Linked DNA regions of Zea mays: region 2 is linked to region 1. The links are chromatin contacts, called in public Hi-C maps. All regions are on one chromosome and are shown on one strand. The core of a region is the stretch at or near the end of the contact, and the rest is flanking DNA. Distances in the headings are between cores, read along the strand shown.

Region 1 (5,207 bases), core at 2,467-4,966:
CGTCTATATTTACTTCGGAATTTACTTTGGTAGTTAACTAATAGAAGTTCATGAATATTGGAGTTGTGTAAGCCGTGTTTGGTATGATGTTCTTCATCAGGACATTGTCCCAGGCTTGCAGCAGTAGTAGATTTGTCTATATTTGGAGTGGCGTTGATTCTGATTTGTTTAATGCTTATCTTGTGGAAAGTCCAGTAAGGTCAATTTGTAAGGAGCCTGTAACTATTGTAAGGGTACAGACCAAGTTACTGTCCTGTCTTTTGTGTCCCTCAAATCGAATGATGTCATTTTCTTGGCTTCCTTGATTTTTTTTCCTGCCACTCTAGTTTTAATTTGTTATTGCTTCCTTTTTCAACAATGTCTTAGGAAAAATGCTATGGAACTTGAGAAAAAAGAACAGAAGGAGAAGGAGCTACGTGCCCAAATAATTGCTGAAGCAGAAGAATTCAAGAAAGCTTTTTTTGAGAAGAGGATACAGAACTGTGCGTCGAATATGGTCAACAACAGAGAAAGGGAGAAGGTATGCGCCTATCATATGTAAGCAGCTAGGGCTCTGTGTTTATTAGCTAATCTATTTCTATGTTTGGTACTAATCGCTCCTGTGGTCTGCTGCAGATTTTTGTAGCCAGCCAGGAGAAATTCCATGCCAACGCAGACAAGCAGTACTGGAAATCGATCTCGGATCTCATCCCGCATGAAATAGCCACCATTGAGAAGCGGGGAAAGAAAGACAAGGACAAGAAGCCATCCGTCACAGTTATTCAGGGCCCCAAGCCTGGCAAGCCCACCGACCTCTCCCGGATGCGCCATATCTTAGTGAAGCTGAAGCACGCTCCACCGCCACATATGTTGCAACCTCCACCAGCACCTGCTGCTAAAGAGGGCGCAAAGGATGGCTCCAAAGAAGGTGGAAAGGATGGTGGTGCCAAAGACGGCGCGGCAGCCCCAGCAAACGACGCCAAGCAGCCTGCAGAGAGCCAAGAAACCAGCACCGCCAATGGCCCCTCGGAGGCCGAGAAAGAGCAGCCTGCGGCGTCGGAGTGACCGGAAAGGAAAGCGTAGCATTACAGAAACACAAGAGGCTTGACTGTCAGTAGATGGAAACGTGTTTTTGTTTCTGATGATTTCGCAGACCCGTTTATCCCGTACTGATCTTTTGCAGAGATCTGCATCAGGATGTCTTCGTATGAGCACAGAACATTCATAATTTAGTATCACCACAGTAGTCGTATCTTTGCTGTTTTCACCCCTGTCCAGTTGTGTCGTCACTGAGATGCCTGTGATCTCATACAAGTTGAGGTCTGAAACTGTTACGATGATATGGTACTGCCCTAATAATAATCTGAAGCTGTGCAACAAACAGCAATCTTGCATTGCTCTGGGTCTGGCATGGATTCACTAATCTATATGTACAAGATCTAGCTGCCGCATTTGCAGGAGGAAAACACACTTGGCACTACATCATATAGTCGCCGCCGGTTGACAAAACGCAAGGAAGGAATTAGTCAAAATTACATGGCGGTTGCTTCACCTGGGGCTCATCTCGGTCACCGTGGGTGGCACCACCGTGCTGAACATGTTGGAGTCCTCCTGGGACGCCAGGTTCTTGAACCTGGAGTCGGTGGAAGTGGTGGCCTTGGACAAGGGGCTCCGCCTGCTGTACTCCTGGAGGTACCCCGGCGCCGTCAGCTCGCTCTCGTTGATCCGGACGGGCTTGGACAGCATGGTGACGACCTGGGGCATCGTCGGCCGGCGCGCGGCGGCCGCCTGTAGGCAGAAGAGGGCCACCATGATGTACCTGATGGCTTCTTCGTCAGGGCAGTCTACAAGGGCTGGATCCACCAGTTCCTTGAGCCTCTTCGCTTCGTACAGCTCCCATGCCTTCTCTAGGAGAATCTTGTCATCCATGAGTATGCTCCTGGAGCTACTAGTGCCGCTCACTATCTCCAGGACAAGGACACCAAAGCTGTAGATGTCCGCTTTCTTGGTGAGCTGGCCATGCCAGGCGTACTCAGGCGCAAGGTAGCCTCTGCGAGGAACATACGGTAAAAGGCAAGCGGCAGAAGTGCAAAAAAAAAAAAAAAAAAAAAAAAAAAACTAGGCCGTCGGCGTCGGTACTCACGTTGTTCCCGCGACGCGGGTGCTGATGTGGGTGACATTGTCAGGAAACAGCTTGGCCAGACCGAAATCCCCGATCTTGGGGACGTAGTTCCTGTCGAGAAGTATGTTGCTGGCCTTGATGTCTCTGTGCACGATCGGCGCCGCGATCTCCTCGTGCAGGTACGCAAGGCCCCGAGCGACTCCGAGGCATATAGCAGACCTGACGCTCCAGGTGAAGTCGGCAGGCTCACTGTTAGAAGCTGCAGAACGCCGCAACTGATGGATCAGGTAGGTAGGTATGGGTATGGGTATGGGTTTGGGTAAACAGCTAGTGGTGGCTCGTACCCAGCAGCGCACGGTCAAGGCTGCTGTTCTTGAGGTACTCATACACCAGAATCCGGTTGCTTCCCTCGACGCAGCAGCCGATGAGTTCGACGAGGTTGGGGTGCTTGACGTTGCTGATGACGTCGATCTCCGTCAGGAACTCCCTGATGCCCTGCCTGGACTCGGCGGAGAGGACCTTCACCGCGACCTCTCGCCCGCTTCGGATGGTTCCCTGTGACGCCAACAAACAAGAGATGATCCATGTGACGCGCGGGCGTCAATATAATAGATATGATCGAGTTTGGCTGGCACCTTATAAACTGTCCCGAATCCGCCTCGTCCCACTTTGTTGGTGCGGTTGAAGTTGTCGGTAGCAGATCTTAACTCGGCATAGGAGAACAGCCTTATGTTCTTCTCGGAGTAGATGCCTGAAATAATGCAATATGCATATTGTAGCATGCAATTGCAAGTACAAAACTTGTAGGCAAATTAAATAATACATTTTTTTTTTTCCTTACCGCCGATGCTGTTGGAGTAAGGGTTCTCTTCTCTCTTGTTGGCCCTAGGAACACAACACCAATTCATATCCGCGCTCGTCGCTACGGTAGGCTCGCTCAACATGCAGCGGCGCAGAGGGATCTTCTTCTTTGAGGCAACTTTTAATCCTGGCTCCTGATGCATGCAGTAATTGTGAAAAAAGTAAAGGGGGCAGGCATATCAGGAACTGATGTGTGTGAGTGTCGCGGAAATCTGCTGCTGCAGTAACTGAAGTTGTGGTTGGACATGCTTTGCAGCCGGTCCAACTTAATACCCGATTGTAGAGGGTACGAACACAAACATCCCCAGCAGGAAGGCTGGAACAGATCTTAGGGCTGGGTTGGTTTGGTGGACAGAAAGAGAGAGAAGGGAAATATGGCGAGCAAGACGGGCTAGTACCTGAGAAGTGAAGGGAGCAGCTAGCTAGCAGTTCCTCCGGCGAGATCGGCGGCGATTAGAGCTAGGAAAGCGGATTTGGCTGGGGAGGGGGGAAGGGGAAGAGGAACGAGGTGGTTGGGGCTGCAATTATATGTAGATTTCTGTGGCGGACACCTTGGTGTTGCTCGTGCTCCGGCTCCCTCCACTGCTGGAGGTGTACGACGTTGGCACTTGGCAGAGCAGCTGAGCGCAATAAAGGCGATGCAAGGAGAAATCAGCCTAGCCGCCGGGAGGAGGAAGAAGGGTCGTGCGTGCGTTGGTGGTGTCAATATTGAAGCGAGTGTGATGTGACCTACCAGCGGAGGCGGAGCCGAGCGTGTTGGTGTTGGTTTGATACATACACACGCTCGTATTTAGTTCAAAAAAAAAAATACTAATGGTCAGGTAATGCAATCGCAACTGCGAGATTTTCTTATAGAAAACAAACTCCGTCCGTCCGCACGGCTAGTCGGCCAATAAAATATCGGAGGTTGGTGCTCATAGCGACGTACGTATATACAACTCCATCAATTAAGGAGTCTGTAACTGAAAAAGCAACGGACTTTTCATGAATATGCTGTATCTACGTATACTTTTTTTTTTTGTCTTTTAAATGTATTTTGGGCATGTACAACCAACCTAGAGACTCTAGACCGGTTTTATAAAGACACTGCATGATACAATCATGAGATCCTAAATCATAAACGCAGTCATCAATACTAAAGATATATAAAGAGTCGTGTAGAGGTAGACTCTTCGTGAAGAGCGCATCTCTTGTTTTTTTTTTCAATTAGCCCCCTATAGACCTTTCTAGAGGCACATCATTTAATTGGATATTTGTGTTATATATACCCTTATAATATGATTCAAAGGTTCGTACTTGGAAAACCAATCGATCAAAGCCTCTTAACTATATGTGCCCTAACGTTCACTAGTAGAGTAATGGACATATGATAATCCCAAACAAGCCTGCCCTTAATCCATTAATAGCACAACAATCCCCGACAGCTTATGGCAAAAGAAAAAACATGCGTTCTACTGTTCTTTATAAAAAGGAGGTGTCACGGTCAACAAGTCTAGAATACCGACACCGTTTTCCTCGACCACAAAAAAAACAATGAAAGCATCCCTCCATACTTATTGTTAATATAATAATCAGAGGCCAGCCTGAGAGTTGTACGTGTGGTTTTTGAAGTTTGGTTAGTTGAGCGAGAATAGTGATTGTGATGACCACAAAAAGGGTAGTTAAATATATTTTCTTTATACAATGAATTAATAACATTTACGATATCAAATGTATACCATTAGATTCTCTATTAAGTATATTTTTCATACTATATCTATTCTATGTCATAAATCTTTATGATTCTCGCCATACTTTCGATCACACTTTAAAAACTGACTCTCCAAAAATTTTAGAATGATTTGTATTTTAGGACGGAGTGAGTACAAAGGTTAAGAAAGTATAGCTAGACTATTTCTTTTGTTGGTTAAGATACAATAGAGTGCACCATCAAGTAATCAAACAAACTATCCTTGAATAGAAAAGAAAAAAGATAGATATATACGTAGTAAAGAAAGGAGAGAATGTCGTTGCGTTGCCGGCGGCCGCTTTGATTGCCATTTTTATATTGTTCGGACTAATGATGCGAGTAGCGTATTATTATATAATAATCCCAAGTCAAAGCACACGCCAGGCAGCCGGCGGACTAATCTGGATTAGTAATAGTAAGCCATGACGCGCGTGCACAAAAGGACCCCTTCTCTTCTGTCTTCTTGCTTGCATGCAATGCAGCAAGTGACTCCTGTTGCAGCCAGCCCATCAGCAA
Region 2 (4,960 bases), core at 2,380-4,879, 200 kb before region 1:
AGAACCAGGTCGTGGTGATCACTTCACGATGCAGATCTTGATGACGGAGGCGACGCCAATACGATGAAGAGCCACGATGGCATCACCAGGCTTGCAGAGCTGCTTCTGCACGGCCGACTTCAACGCGGCCTCAAGGATCACCTCCGTCGACTCTGAATCCGTAGCCTTCGCGGAGCCCTCGGCGAGGAGGGGAATGAGGCCTCTGTAGATCAGGCTGTGCCTAGCTGGGCCCTCGGAGCTGATGGTCCAGTCGAAAGAGTCGGTCGTAAGCACGGGTACGACAACGGAGAGGATGGGGACCCTGGGGCGGTACTTGGCGACCAGTTTGGCCGTGGTGCCACCGCGAGTCAGGACGACAATCAGTGCAGCCTTGGCCTTGTTGGCAGTCCTCACAGCAGATGATGCAAGGGACTCCAGAGGGCTCATTGGAAGAGGCGCGGACCTGATCATGGCCTTGAAAACTGCCTCGTGGTCCAGGGAAGATTCTGCCTCGATGCAAATACGAGCCATGATCTTCACAGCCACCTCGGGGTAGGCTCCAGCGGCACTCTCTCCGCTGAGCATGACACAGTCAGTTCCATCAAGAACGGCATTTGCAACGTCAGTGGCCTCAGCACGTGTCGGCCGAGGAGATTTGATCATCGACTCGAGCATCTGGGTAGCAGTAACAACAGGTTTGCCAGCAATGTTGCACTTGTAGATCATCATCTTCTGCGCAAGGAAAATCTTCTCGACTGGAATCTCCATTCCCAGATCACCTCTAGCAACCATAAAAGCATCAGTCTCCCTCAAGATCTCATCAAAGTTTACAACACCCTCTTGGTTCTCAACCTGCATAGCAGAACCATATCATTAAGGAAATCAGATCCATGTGAAGTTAACAGAATTCGGTTAGGAGTAAAACAGCCTACCAGGTGGAAATGTAGCGTCAAGTTAACAGAATTGCATTTCGCTAACCAACTGTAAAGTAAAAAATTCTTGTGAAGTTGCAGCCTGGGCAAGCAGTATATCCTAGTTGGTAAAAGGGTACTCAACATACTACTTTCATATGTTACATGATAAATAACATAGCATGTGGTTATCATGTGTTCACAGCAAAAATTAAGATGGGAAGGTTTCATTCGAGAGATGCAAACAAAAAATGGAGTCGTGCCAAATTATGGACAGAAATATAGCTGATATAACCCTTTAAAGGTCGACAGTGATAGTATATACGAACCTTTGACATCAACTTAATGCGCTTGGCATGCTGCCCAAGAACCTGTCTGACAGTCACCAAATCTGATCCTTTACGGACAAAGGATAGAGCAATCATGTCAATGTCATTTGGAACACCCCAGCCCAAAATATCTTCTTTATCTTTCTCAGTCAATGTAGGAAGATCCACAACAATTCCTGGCAAATTGCAGTTCTTTCTCTCACCAAGCATTGCAGTGTTCTCACACCTACAACGCACAGTTCCAGCATCAGGATCGCAAGACAGAACGGCCAGAGAGATAGTACCATCTGCGCAGAGTATGACATTTCCAGGCTTCACGTCAACAGGCAGTTTCTTGTAACTCATAGCGATCATTTTTTCGTCACCCTTGATATCATAATCAGTGGTAACAGTGATCTCTTGACCCTTGGTTAGCTTAATTGGTTTACCATCCTTCAAAAACCCTGTACGAATCTCAGGACCCTGCAGAAACAAAAGACTGACTAAGAACACTTCATGCAACAACCTTAAATGTCCTACAAAGAAGAACACAGTCAGAATTTTTTGCTACATAATATCATGGAGGGCACATAACAACATAAGCAGCAAAGAGCAGGTATAGTATATATGTACTCGATTTTAGTGATGAAGCCAAATCAACAAATATGACCATGGGACCCATAACTGAAACATAAGAAAAATGAAGAGGAAGCAACTTAGTGGCAACTGAAAAAAAATTAAGGAATAAATACCCTTAGAAGTTCCATTGTATATCAGTTTTTTTGTGTCAAGAAAATGAAACACCAATTGAAAATTGACCGACCCATTAGATACAATACAATAATCTCTGACCCATACCATTAAACTTAGAACCATAACCAGAAGTAGAGAAAGTAACCTGAACAAAACATAACAAACTTGGAACTAACTTCAACCATTCACACGGAGATTTTTTCACATGAATGGCAACAAGGCAAACACTATTCTGTCGAACTGTCACAAATCAATATCCCACTTCGTAAGAAAGCAACTAATGTAATCACAGGTGCTGAACATATATGTAGCATTCATTTTGATCAAGATGAATGTCTAAATACTCCTTCAGAAACCATTGAGCTCAAAACGCCGATGTCCATGAAAAATATTTTGGCTTACAATTTGCCAATCTTCAAGTCTAGTGAAGGAATTGACTTCTTAAACCCAAACTCCCACATCAGGTAAAGTAGGAGTGCTCAACATCCACCAACTGTTCAGTACACTCTGGGTCTGGGTAGATAAAGTTAGACATACAACCGAAAGTGCTATTGTACAAGGTAAAAGGATTGAACATACTGACAAAATCTGAAACTAACTTTAACCAACATGTAGTGCTGTTTCCTTTTTTACAAACACAAATAACCAACAGCATCTTAAATAAAGTAGCAGCAACTGTCAAGAAATCAAGACCTTGGAAGCTCGATGCAGATGAACTCTACACCAAGCAGTCAAACCATTTATTTAAGTCCAAAAACATTCCAGAGTTGCAGTAACTTGAACAATAAGCAGTCAGAATCTGAAAGTAACTTCAACCAACAAGACGTATATGGCATGCGGATCATTCAAGACACACACCCTTGGCAACTGCCAAAAGTCAGCGCATGTTGCCTACGGAAAGCTACTTGCCGTGGGAGAAGTTTGTTTCGTACTATTACACGCGTTATTAATGGTATAATGTATGTCGTTATACATGTAGCATGCACTAATTAAGTTGAGATCTAAACCTTGTGCTACCGAAAACCCATTGAGATCAAAATACCAAGTTCCATGAGTGGGAATCATATTGAGATGAGATTAAAAAAAAAATTCTAGCTCGTCCGAGTCCGACTGAACAGATCACTAGATCCCTCCGGCGGCAAAGAGAAAAAGAAACCCCGGCAGGCGCCAGGCCCGATCCAACCAATTGGTAAGCGGGTAGCCAACTCACACATGCAGCTAAAGCATGCAACGGCAGCAAATCCATGACACAGACAGAAGGCAGCACGCAGCAGGGAAGGTGGGGAAGAGACCTTGGTGTCGAGCATGACGGCGCAGAGGATGCCGGTGTTGTGCATGGCCTGGCGGAGGCTGTCGAGCGTCTCCTGGTGGTACTGGTGGGTGCCGTGGGAGAAGTTGAAGCGCGCGACGTTCATGCCGGCGCGGAGCAGCTTCTCGAGCATGGGCACGGAGCGGGAGGCCGGGCCAAGCGTGCAGACGAGCTTGGTCTTGGGCAGCCGCGCGTCGCCGGCGCCGCGGTCCAGGTCCGCCAGGATCTTCGCCATGTCGATGTTCGCCATCGCGCGGCGCTCCGGATCTCGCCTCTGTCTGCTCCGCGGTCCGGGGCACGGGGAATGGGGGAGGGAGAGGTGTCGGCGTCGGCGTCGGCGTCGAGCGGCGGAGAGCAGCGAGATGGGATTCGAGATTTGGTGGCGAAGTTTCCCTTTATAGAAAGGAGAAGGGGGGTGGGAGTGGGGAATTGCGATTCCGTGGGCGTCTCTGGGCTGGGCGAGGACGACGAGCGGAGACCGGCCGGAGATGGAAGGCGCATGCACCAGGCAGGGGTCAGTCGCTGGACACGTGGTGCCCACTGAATTTGGGATAGTACCTTGGAGTGGGAGCGAGAGCGATGGTCGCAGGAAAGAGCATGGCGGGCCTACCCGTCAGTGACCCCTGCGTCCACCTGACTGTTAGGGCATGTACAGTGGTGTTTAATGTGGAGTCTCTTAAGATGTTTAAGGGGGTTATTTGCAAAAAACATCTTAGAGCCGTCTCTCCGTGAAGAGACGCCTCTGGCTCGTAAACCAAGTAGCAACAGACGCCTCACTTCCCACTGTACGAATTTGTCGTCTGTTCTATCGATCTGATGCTATACAAATACATTTAATTCTGTATTTATTAATAGACTACGTTTATAGACACTCCATTGTACAATAGAGTCTCTTAGTTGTCTCCTGTGCTTGGAGAACCGTTTTGGTGTCTCTCCACTGTACATGCCCTTATGCCGATGTGTCGTTGTTAGTCAGGCCTGTCTGAGGTTTCCCTGCACTGCAACGGTGAAAGGGTCTTCTTTTGCGACGGCAATTGAGAAAGAATAATAATTATAATATCTAAATTAGATCTGAAATTAGTGCTGTTGAAGTGGTGGGATTTGCCCGCCTTTTCGAATTTCGATGCGAGCGCGGGTGATGGTGGGGTGGATGATTCCTGGGCATTTGCCAAAACCAGCGTCGATCGTCAGAAACCAGGCCCTCCGTTTTGGATGCTTTCGGTTCGTGTTCCTCGACAGCGTTCGTTGTCGGCGGCTCTGCGTCTGCCCGTTTCTTTCGTCACGGTCGTTTTCATCTCTCGTTTTTCCCTGGCATTCTCCCATTCCACAACAAAAGGCACACTAATCTTCTGAACGTTTCCTGTTGCTGTTAGCAACGGTTCTAATTATTTGAGCCTCAACGGCTGGACCAGACCATTTCTCGTCAAAATATTTATACGCTCGTCACATCGAGAATGTGGACAGATGGAGCTACGAAAATATACGTTCTCTCCGTGCTAAAATAAATTTTAAATTTTGCATATAAATATTCAATCTTCTCCGTCTTAATATGAATTTTCTCTTCTCTCAATATATAACATTTCTTAGGTAGTGTTTGGTTGAAGAGCCAAGTAGAACGGAGCCGTTCAGTCCTAGTTTTGTTGCTGTTTGGTTACAAAGTAACTAGAATGGAATGGCTCCAATTAGTGAATATTCTCCTC

What was found. Hi-C and Micro-C count contacts between places; a contact is called where the count stands out from the background.
Region 2: a Hi-C map of leaf shows a contact between it and region 1, with 5 times the contacts expected there. The contact joins the promoter of LOC100283452 here to the promoter of LOCLOC100284690 in region 1. A contact is called at or near these places in 3 of 25 Hi-C or Micro-C datasets (leaf and root tip).

Annotation. Positions count from the first base shown.
Region 1 is chr2:1,688,784-1,693,990 of Zm-B73-REFERENCE-NAM-5.0, reverse strand. LOCLOC100284690 reads right to left here and starts at 3,716. Exons shown (of 6, transcript NM_001157585.2): 1 at 3,361-3,716; 2 at 2,943-3,096; 3 at 2,737-2,852; 4 at 2,446-2,656; 5 at 2,123-2,360; 6 at 1,475-2,029. The coding sequence starts at 3,045. The coding sequence ends at 1,528. It overlaps LOC113475843, which reads left to right. Exons shown (of 3, transcript NM_001366859.1): 2 at 367-520; 3 at 616-1,360. The coding sequence ends at 1,044.
Region 2 is chr2:1,892,821-1,897,780 of Zm-B73-REFERENCE-NAM-5.0, reverse strand. It overlaps LOC100283452 (pyruvate kinase, cytosolic isozyme), which reads right to left and starts at 3,629. Exons shown (of 3, transcript NM_001156353.1): 1 at 3,244-3,629; 2 at 1,220-1,681; 3 at 1-831. The coding sequence starts at 3,510. The coding sequence ends at 19.